Linked DNA regions of Pan troglodytes: region 1 is linked to region 2. A link is a contact called in public capture Hi-C data. All regions are on one chromosome and are shown on one strand. The core of a region is the stretch at or near the end of the contact, and the rest is flanking DNA. Distances in the headings are between cores, read along the strand shown.

Region 1 (5,310 bases), core at 1,290-3,789, 430 kb after region 2:
GCATACTCTTCAGAACATGCTTTCTCGGTTTCTTGCAATATGAATAGGCTGATTGTTTTCCAAACCTTAAAGCTCTGGTTCATTTTTGCTTAACAATTTCTTCTTCATTCATCTCTCTTCTCTCACATTTGACAGAGTCTTGCTCTGTAGCCCAGGCTGGAGTGCAGTGGCATGATCTCAGCTCACTGTAACCTCCACCTCCTGGGTTCAAGTGATTCTCCTGCCTCAGCTTCTCAAGTAGCTGGGATTACAAGCATGCACCACCACACCTGGCTAATTTTTGTATTTTCAGTAGAGACAGGATTTTGCCATATTGGCCAGACTGGTCTTGAACTCCTGGCCTCAAGTGACCTACCTGCCTCTGCCTCCCAAAGTGCTGGGATTACAGGTGTGAGCCATTGTGCCCAGCCCACACATTTTTCTATAAGCACTCAGGAGGAGCGAAGACGCTCCTTCAACACTTTGCTTAAGAATTTCCTCTGCTAAATATGCAATTTCATTGCTCACAAGTTCTACCTTCCACAAAACACCTGAACACCATTCAGCCAAGTTCTTTGCCACTTTATAACAAGAATTTCCTTCCTTCCAGTTTCCAATAACATGATCCTAATTTCCATCAGAGTCCTCATCAAAATCTCTTTTTATATCCATATTTCTAGCATGCACCTGAAAACTCTTTCAGCCTCTACCCATTACTCAGCTCTAAAGCCATTTCCACATGTTTAGATATCTTTTACTGCCACACTTCACTTCTTGGTACCAAAACCTGTGTTAGTCTGGGTTCTCCAGAGAAACAAAACCAATAAGAGATAGAAATATATATATCCATAGTTAGAAATGCATACACAGATACAGATAAAAATATAAAGATATTTATTATAAGGAATTGGCTGATGAAGTTATGAAGGCTAAGAAGTCCCAAGATCTACAGTCAGCAAGCTGGAGACCCAGGAGAACCGATGGTATAGTTCCAGTCCAAGTTCAAAGGCCTGAGAACCAGGAGAGACAATAGTGTATGTTCCAGTCTGAGTCAAAGATGAACAGCAGAAGACCAATGTCCCAGTTCAAAGACAGGCAGGGAGAAAAAAATTTTCTGATTCAGTCTTTTGTTCTTTTCATGCCTTCAATGGACTGAGTGAGGCCCACCCACACTGGGGAAGGAATCTGTTTTGTCTACTGACTCAAGTGTTAATTTGATCCAGAAACATCCTCATAGACACATTCAGAAGTAATGTTTAACCAAATATCTAGGCACTGGGCACCCCATGGCCCAGTCAAGTTAACACATAAAATTCACCATTACACTAGGTCAGTCTTACCCCGACCTGCCTTCTTGTCCTTTCCTCACACGTGCTACACCAGGTTTGCCCTTTCATCCATTTTCACCAATAACCAATTTTTTTGTTTTACCCAATAATCAGGGACTTACTAGGCGACCCCTTAATTGCCCTAAAAATTACTAAGATATTGATGAGTGCAAATGACTTAACAATTACTTTTCCTATTTGCATTTCACCTGTACTTTACCTAAGGAAGAAAAAAAATTATTGTGGTAAAATACATATAACGTAAACTTACCATTTTAATAACTGTTAATTACCTTCACGATGTTCTACAAACATCACCACTATCTAGTTACAGAACATTTTTTAACACCCCAAAGGAAACCTTGTAAGCAGTCACTCTCCCTTTTCCCTCCCCTCAGCCCCTGGTAACCATGAATCTGCTTTTTGTATCTATAGATTTGCCTATTTTGGAGAGTTCATATAAATATGTGACCTTTTGTATCTGACTTCCTTCACTTAGTAAAGAATTTTAGCCTCCTTAGCTAGGGAAGGTGAAAAATGGAAAGGAGAATATTTTATGATATAAACATTTGGGAGTTATCTCTAAAACCTCACCAACTTTCTACATCACTTTTTACCAAGATTTGGGAAACTCATCTGTTATTCATCTGCCTGGACATTCTGCTGGGCGTTATTAACTCTTTCTGTGGAGGTCTGAGGCAGCCTGAACACAGGCTGGCACTGGGCCAGGATGGAGAATGTGTGGACACTTCAGGAGGCTCATTCTGCACCATCAAGAGGCCTTCCTTCCCTGAAAGCGACCTGGCAGGACCATGCAGGTCATAAGGTCATACAGCCCTGAGGGGCACAAGGATGCTGATCCCAGACACTTCAGGCCTTAATAAAAATAAAAGCAAGCACATCTCTGGCAGCAGAGTAAATTATTCATGGGATTTATTTTAAAAGAGAGACAGCTTTGTTGAAAAAAAAAAATAGACACCACATCAATTCCAAAAATCATTTCCAGAAGAAAATGTCTAATCAAATGGGAAATAGTGCATTCGTGGTTTGCACAGTACAGCAACCGAGTTTTTTAAAAGGGTCCCAGATTTGTTCAGATACTGGTTTCCACAATATGGGTAATCTGAAAGGATGCATAGCTTTATTGGGAATGTAGCACATGGATGGATGGTCAGAGACTACAAGTCTGCTGAAGTTTTGTGGGAAATGAGCAGTTTGGCAGCCCCCGAGTCTGGAGGGTCTGAGACTGGCATGCCAGAAAAGCTCCAGGTCTGTAACAGCCTCTTTAAAACCATGAAGCCCTTGGAGGCCCAGCTCAAGGGTTTCAGTCTGTGTCACAGATTTCATTTGCTCAGGACTCTCACAGTTTTTATGTGGTTTAACGAAGTACCTAAGCAGAGGCTTTTTTTTTTTTCTTTTTGGCTTTGCCTTTTTCACCAATTTCCATTTTTATTAATAACCAAACATAAATATATTACAAATATTTTTACCTTTTATTTCCATCTTGTTACTGTTTATGTATTTGCTAAGATCAAAGTCTGGATTCATCCTCTAACAAGTTCATGTTGTTTTCCTGCTTGTTTCAAAATATGGACCCCGCAGCCTTTATAATTCTATTCCATGATGACTGGCTTAAATTTAATCATATACACAAGCACTGCAGTAACTCGCTAAACAAATCCATGTGAGGATAAAAGGAACATCACAGGCCTGATCTGGGCACAAAGGCCTTTGTATTTTTCTCATTTTGTTTTCAGAAGTTTCTGGAGCCTGTAACTGAACGCAGCAGACTCTAGTTAAAAATTCACCATGATTCCTTTTTAAATAATAGCATTTGTCTTTTGATGAGGTCTCTCAGCTCAAAAGGATCCCTATTTCACATTATAAATAGTTGCTGTCAAAAGACATGACTGTAAGACAATGACACTGGGTTTGAACAAATATACTTGAATTTATCCATACAAATGAATGATGTCCCCATCAAAGTAGGCAGCAACATTCCAGCGATTTTCAAAACAGTTTTGAAACTCCAGTTAGGAACTTTCTTCCTTCACACACTACGGGAACTGCTTTGAATGTCAGGGTAGTTTTTTAAAAATATTTTTTTTCATCAGGGTAAGTTTCATTTTTGGAAACAACCAAGCCATTTAATAAGGCAGACGGTAACTGACTGGATAGAAGTGCTGTAGCCTACAATATAATGAGACTAGCTTTTACTTTGATTCCTTAATTAGCCCTAAAGGTAATTCCAAAAAAAGTTCCTAAAACGTTTAGTGCAATAGCAGTACAGTTGAAAGAAGTGTCTAGACTCCCAAAGCAACTTCTCTGAAAAGGATGACATTCATTTGAACACACGGATGTATTTCTTAGAGAAAAATAGGCCATCCTTGCCTTGCTTGATTTTCTCAAAAACTCTATGTTATTGGTGGCTAGCTAAGGGAAGTTGACTATTTTCAGCTTCCTACAGTATCAAATTTTATTTAACAATTCATTTTTGAAGTGAATAGAAGCACAAAACCTGAAATACCTTCATAGAACCATGCCTTAGTGACCTATTCCAAAACAGACTTAAAACATTCACAGGCGTATACAATCTGGAAATCAGTGTATATTCTATGCACAACTGATAAACATAAATATACATATGAATATATACTATACATAAATTAAGATAAATAATAAATTAAACATAAATGTAGTGATAAATAAATATGCATATGGATATTAATTAAATATACAAAATATTTAAATGCCAACTCTACCCACCTGAATTTTACTTTTAATTTCAGAGTCTTGATTCCAATGCTAATTTCATTAAGCATGTCTATAACTGGGTTGCAAGAATGGTATATGCTGAACGGTAAATGCTGTACAAATTAACTTAAACAAGTTTGGCGTTACATTCTCATAGAGGTATTTAATATGGGTAAACTGGTGTTTTGTGTGTGTGTGTGTTCCTGTTGATGAAGAAAGGAGGAAGGAAAGTATCGCACATTGAATACCTATTGTACACCAAGGGCTGAACATGTTACTATTTAAATGCTCTCAACATCTCCGAGCTAAATATTTTAATCCCCATTTACAGAAAAAAAATAAAAAAATAAAAAACTAGGCTAGAGAATGTAAACAGCAGAATGCTGGCATACCATTGGCAAGTGGAGAAAACGCATTTAGAATTAGCTGATCAATGGGTGGAGAAAAAAGCCAAAGGCCACACCCATGTGTTTAGAAAATGAAATGAAAGTCTCTTCCCAGAGAGAATCTTTTTTTCCCCAAAAAACCTGATGCTATCATTTCCCTTAATTTTTCATTAACCTCAATAATTCTTTGCCATATTTTTCCAAAAATGAAACAGGACTATTACCTCCCAATGTGGGAAAATAAAATGTTCTATGAATTTTTATCTTGTTATTTATACAACAAGCCTTTGAAAACCAGTTAAGTGCTTGAACCAGTTAAGTATTTGGGTGGGACATTTAAAAATAAATCAAGCTAAATAAAGAACTGTTAAAGTTCATAAAGCAAAGAAAAAGTTATAATCCTCAGCTGAAAGATACTAGGAGACATAGCCATCTATGGGGGTTAAAGATTTAAATTTAAAAATCATAATAATAAAGAGAAGCTCCTTCAAATAAATGCAGGAGGAAATTGAGAATCAACATCAGGACAGCTCATTTGACCTTAGAGATATATTTTACTGGTGACTTTCTGGTTTTCAAAACTGTTTCTGATTTTTTTAACTTGTTAATGGCTCCAATTTGCCAGCATATTTCCCAGTTCCCCTGTATTCCACTCAGTAAATCTTGTTCATTTTCAGCTTTTATTTTCTTGTTCAGTCCCTAATAACGGACAATTTGTAAGGAAGCAAACTAAAACACTTGGATTAAATAATGCATTTTTTTCATTATGCTGATGGGTTCATTTTCAAAACAAATGTAAGCTTCATAATTTACTGATATTTCATGATTTTTACCTTATTTCTGTGAGGATTTCATTCCCATGG
Region 2 (5,586 bases), core at 2,749-5,248:
TCTAATAAATAAATAACCCTTACATTCCTTGCTAACCCTAGTTAGCGATAGCGGATTGTTCTTAGATAGACCAAGGAATATGGCTTACTTATTGTTTAAGAATTAATATACATTCATAACAAGAATTGCTCTGAGGTTTTCTTTGGCTGGAGAGGGTGAGAGATAAGGAAAAGATCTTTTTCAGGTATTTTTGGCAGGAATATTGTCCATCATTCTATATGCTTCAAAATGATTTATTAATTTAACATATAGTATAAGAAGTATGAGCTCCTTTAAATATTCCTACAAATTAACCACAAAAATACATAACCCAGAGGCCGGGCGCGGTGGCTCACGCCAGTAATCCCAGCACTTTGGGAGGCCGAGGCAGGCGGATCACGCGGTCAGGATATCGAGACCATCCTGGCTAACACGGTGAAACCCCGTCTCTACTAAATATACAAAAAAAAAAATTAGCTGGGTGTGGTGGCGGGCGCCTGTAGTCCCAGCTACTCGGGAGGCTGAGGCAGGAGAATGGAGTGAACCGGGGAGGTGGAGTTTGCAGTGAGCCGAGATCGCGCCACTGCACTCCAGCCTGGGCAACAGAGCAAGACTCCATCTCATAAAAATAAAAAAAATTAAATATATATATATATATATATCTAACCTAGAAATCTATAAGAAATTTTTATAAGTTAAAATTTTTGTTCCATAAGTATTGATCTGTTAAGGTTTCTTTAAAAATTTTGTTTAAAATTGTGTGTGTGCATCAATGTTAGTAAAGGTTAGCTCCCTGTTAAAACAGATTCATCTGTTTTTTTGCATTGATAAGAAAAAGAGAATGCAAAATAGGTATCGTTGGAAAGAAGGATTTGGAGTCAAGTACACTTGAAGAACATTGAACTGAATAAATTTTAATAGGCTTGTTTACTGCAGAACTTCTTAGAACTCTCTATGTAAGAGAGTCCTTTGACTGTCTTAATAAGAGAGACATAAGCAGGTGGTAAGTCCCAAAATTATTTACTATGGAACTACTTCGCCCTGAGCATCCTGCAGATGGAATATACTTTGAGGAATGTCAATTTCTATCATACCCATCATATAGAAACAAATAGGTAGGTAGATAAATGGACAATTACAGAGAAATTTTTGAAATATTGCTACAATTTGCCTATGAGTTTCATCAATATTTTTAAATTAATCATAATTTGTCTACATTTAAGGTTTTCTGCAATAAGTGCTTTCTTGATTGAATTTCCTTGTTCTTCATGGTTGTGAGTTGTGTAATGGTCACCTCAGGTCAGTCAGCAGATCTTGAGAGTTCAACATAGCAGAGTATTCTTCTTTTGACCTTTTACCCTGGTCAGTATTTTCCCTTAGGCATTACTTGAATATTTTCCTTTTAGAAAGGGTTAGAAGTGCTGCTAATTGCCATTTAGGAAAGAGATTCTAAATGAACACTAACTAAAATAAACCATGACATATCAGAGTTGGGGATTATTAAAAAGACATTACCAAAGTGAGGAAAAACATAGACACCTTTCTTATGTAACACTGCAATGGCCATGGCATTACAGAACCATCCTTAGCTAAAGATTTGTAGATGCTTTATCAATAATACACTGAAGACAGAGGTTGAATGTTATCATTTTGGATGACTGGGATTTAACTCATTGGTAGACAAACACAGAGAGACTCATACATACATTCACACAAGTATGTACACACACCCCTAAACTTTACTTTGGCAAAGCAAGTGAAAGACACACAAAAGGGAAAATGATAAAGGCAAACTTTACATCTTTCCTAGTGTTGCCTAGACCCAGCCTACACAAATCTAGTTTTTTTCTTTTTAATCACACTCCCCTAACCCTGTGGTTCAGTAACAGCCATCTTAATATTGAGCTGTGGAACAAGGCTTTTTCAATCTGCTCACATGCCAAGATGTGTCAACAGCCAGGAAAAGTTATGGGCTCCATGTACATGAGTGGCTTTGCGGCAGCACAGGCCCTTCAGATCTCATCAGATCTCATCAGATCTCATCAGCTGGGCCTTTCAGAGCCCAGAATGAGAAGCCTCCTACTATTCAGAGGAAGGATAACAACCAAAATGTAAATAGCCTCATGTAGTTTTGTTAATTATCGAGAAAAACAGGCCCAAACTTTGTAGCGTTCTTAGTGCACTCATATAGCTAACATTTCTGAAAAAAAAAAAAAAACAATATATAGATTAAAGCACTAAGACTAAAACATACACTTTCACTCACTAGCCCAAGAGTTTTTGCTGTGACCTATGTATACAAAGCAGGAACTACTTTTGGCATCTGATAAAGGATTCATCCATGCCACAGAAACAAGTCTTGGATGTGATCTTTGTGTCTCACATGCTGAAGCCATCTTAGAGCTCACCATTCAGGCAGGGGGTAAAAAAAAAAAAAGGGCTGTGGCAGCACATCAGGTTCTGAAAGGGGAAAGGCCCATCATACAAGGAGATTGGCTCTTCTGCTTCCGCAGACATGGTTCTCATTATCCCTGATCCTAATTGTCAAACTATCAGGAATAGACTTGTTCTGGAGAAATACAGTCCTTATTTCTCAGTGGCAAACAGCACACAACAAAAATCCAAACCACAATTCTCGTTTTCATGGTTGCAGCCGAGGAAATTTCCCGTAACCTCTCCCTACCATGAAATTCAATTGTCTAAGTGATCCTAACTTGTACTAGTACACTGGTGGGAGTAGCCATTGCAGCCTGCCCAAATGGTTTACAAGGGCAAGATGGATGGGAAGCAGTTTCCAGCCCCTCATGTTACAGAAAGAGTCAGGAGTTGTGAGTGGCCACAGGCATCCTTGACCACTGAGGTACAACTGTTCATCTTTGAAACTGGCTCTGCTACAGGAACATTTTTAAGTGTGATACATTTTAAGGGACACAGTGGTTTACATTTTAATAGGCAAAGAGCAAAATGAGTAGTTTGTGTGGAAACAGACCTACCCAGCTAAAGTCATTTGCAGGCCTCTGCCAGTAGATTCTGGAATCCTATTTCTGAGCCCCCCTGGGATGGAAGGCAGCACAGCCACCTGACTGCCGAGGAGAGGTCTGTCCTCATCCATCTGTGTTTCCTGCCACTTTCTTCATTTCCTGCACTCTTGTCTGTTTACTCCATTCTCTCTTTTCTGGGCATTCAAAATACAAGTCTTTCTCCAATTCACCTGATTTCCTCTCTGGCTTTTCAGAGGCCACTACCAGCTGTTAGAACATCCATCTCCATCATGGTCTGAGCAACTGAAAGGAGAGGCTCACCTAAGCTGCCTGATTGAAGAGAAGAAATCAGGAGAAGGTTGAAGCAGCAGCCAGGTGGGAGAAACACCCATCTTAGCACTGCTGGCAAACCTGGAAACACAGTGATCCACCAGGTTCATCCCTGGGTCATTGGGCAATCCCCTCTGCCCTGGCACCTTTCACTGCTCTCATTCAATCAATGAACATGACCAAGTATCTATTACATGCATCAGGTCCCATGCTAATTGGGCGATGGGAAGAGGATAAGATGTAAAAGACCCAGTTCTATAAACTGTCAGCTTTCTGAGAGCTCCATATTCCCAGTATCTAGAACAGTAGATGGCACACCTTAGCCTCAAGTCAGTATTTGCTGTTTCAATTAAGTAACCCTAGTTACTGCCTCGGTAGAATGGCTTGATGCCCTGCTTGAGACCAGGAGTTACAGATTTTAGTTAGAAAACAAGGCTCTTCTCTGCTCTATTGCCAATCAGGGGCGAGTTTGTATCCTCAGAGGGCAGTAGCTGCATTCCTAGTATCATCTTTGCCTCATCCACCACTCTGGCACTGCACAAACTGAGCCCCGTAAAGCGCGGCGTTCCCTCCCTCCCTGAAGCGACGCCCCCTTCCTTCTCAGAGGGCCCCCTGAGCTGCGCCCCTCTGCCCCAGAGCTGTGCCTGGCGTCTGGCTGTCAGGAGGCACCGCCGCCCCTCCCGGCAGCTCCCGGCCGTCCTGAGGCAGGCGCCGAGCGGGGTCAGCGGGGAGTCGGGGCTCCCTGGGCCTGTCACTCAGCAAGACTGAGCCAGGGCTCCCTGACAGCCCTCCAGACCCTAGGGGATAACCGTGTCCGTGTCTGTCTGTGCATCAGATCAGAGGGAACGAAGCGCGCTCCCCCGCCTAATTCCTCCACTTCCCTGAAATGTCCACGAGTTCCTGCTAATGCTATTGTTTGCTTTTGCTTATGCACATGTAAGTCTTTGGTACACACACACTGTTTTGTTGTGGTTTTTCTTTTCCTTTCTAAAGCTAATAGTTTGTGGTGGGGTGAAGATACGGCTTTGGGTGTGGATTCAACTGGGAAAAAGAAATGCAAGCAGGATTTAGAAAATAATAAAACCACTTAATACATTTCCAGAACTGCAATTATTGCTAGTGAGAAAAAAAATATGGATAGCAATTATTTTTAAGTTCAGTGAATTGAAAAGATTGGAACTAGAATAGGATTTAAGTAAAGAAGAAATTCCTTCTCTAAACCAATTTCTGGTTGCTCAAAATGCCCAGGATAAACTAAAGTATGAAAAAAATGATGACTTCATATTATCAAAATATACACAGATTTCTGATTTGTTTTAAATACATTTTATACTAGTAAAATTCATTGATGGTAGAGAATGTTTTCCAGTTATTATAACTGATTTTAATTAAGCAGTTTCATATGTCTGGATTGTGTGTTTTGAGGTATCGCTCATGATCGGTCCACACGTAGATTTTACCATTTTAAATTTGCATTGTTTATAAGACAGGCTTTGTAGTCACGTAACCTGGGTTCACCTCCTCATGTAGCCACTTACTGTATCATGTTGGGCAAACTTTCTGTAGATTTTCTCGCCTGCAAAATTAGGGATAATAGTACTTCATGAGATTGTTGGAACATTACATTAGGTACTACATATGAAGACTAAAAACTGTCTCACACAGAATTATCACACAATAAATATTAGTTATTTATTTTTGCTAACTAATTCTGCTCAAATAAGAAAACTATGGGCCATTTAAAATAAATTATAATGTCAACATATTTTAAAAATAAAATATTAGGCCGGGCGCCGTGGCTCACGCCTGTAATCCCAGCACTTTGGGAGGCTGAGGCAGGTGGATCACGAGGTCAGGAGATCGAATCTATCCTGGCTAACAGGGTGAAACCCCGTCTCTACTAACAATACAAAAAAATCAGCCGGGTGTGTTGGTGGGCGCCTGTAGTCCCAGCTACTTGGAAGGCTGAGGCAGGAGAATGGCGTGAACCCGGGAGGCGGAGCTTGCAGTGAGCCGAGATCGCGCCACTGCACTCCAGGCTGGGCAACAGAGCGAGACTCCGTCTCAAAAAATATATATATATATAATTGTCCTATTTATATATTTTGGCATTTCTGAACTTTTTTGCAACATATATACAAATTCAAAAATAATTCATAGCTATAATATATAATTAGAATATATTGAAATGACAGGGCTCATTAGTAAGCTTTTAAACATTAATCAGTCTAAGATTTGGTTTGTAAGAGATCGAGAAACACATTCAAATCTCAACCTTATTTTACAGAAAAGTATT

The links. Capture Hi-C pulls out chosen DNA fragments and counts their contacts.
Region 1: a contact with region 2 is called in a capture Hi-C map of stem cell-derived neural stem cells, with 5 times the contacts expected there. The contact joins two enhancer-like sites. A contact is called at or near these places in 5 of 7 Hi-C or Micro-C datasets (blood, induced pluripotent stem cells, a lymphoblastoid cell line and 1 more) and 1 of 1 other capture datasets (stem cell-derived neural stem cells).

Annotation. Positions count from the first base shown.
Region 1 is chr3:149,368,627-149,373,936 of NHGRI_mPanTro3-v2.0_pri, forward strand. All of the region lies in intron 3 of LOC134809811 (a long non-coding RNA gene), which reads left to right. Among named protein-coding and RNA genes, the nearest start is that of TMEM184C, 32 kb to the right of the region's middle. Within about 2 kb of position 2,540, at least 2 of the 24 cell types and tissues checked have an H3K27ac peak or open chromatin away from gene starts, as enhancers often do. A contact at or near this core is called in stem cell-derived neural stem cells, where this site is marked.
Region 2 is chr3:148,937,948-148,943,533 of NHGRI_mPanTro3-v2.0_pri, forward strand. No RefSeq gene overlaps it. Among named protein-coding and RNA genes, the nearest start is that of TTC29, 210 kb to the left of the region's middle. Within about 2 kb of position 3,999, at least 8 of the 24 cell types and tissues checked have an H3K27ac peak or open chromatin away from gene starts, as enhancers often do. A contact at or near this core is called in stem cell-derived neural stem cells, where this site is marked.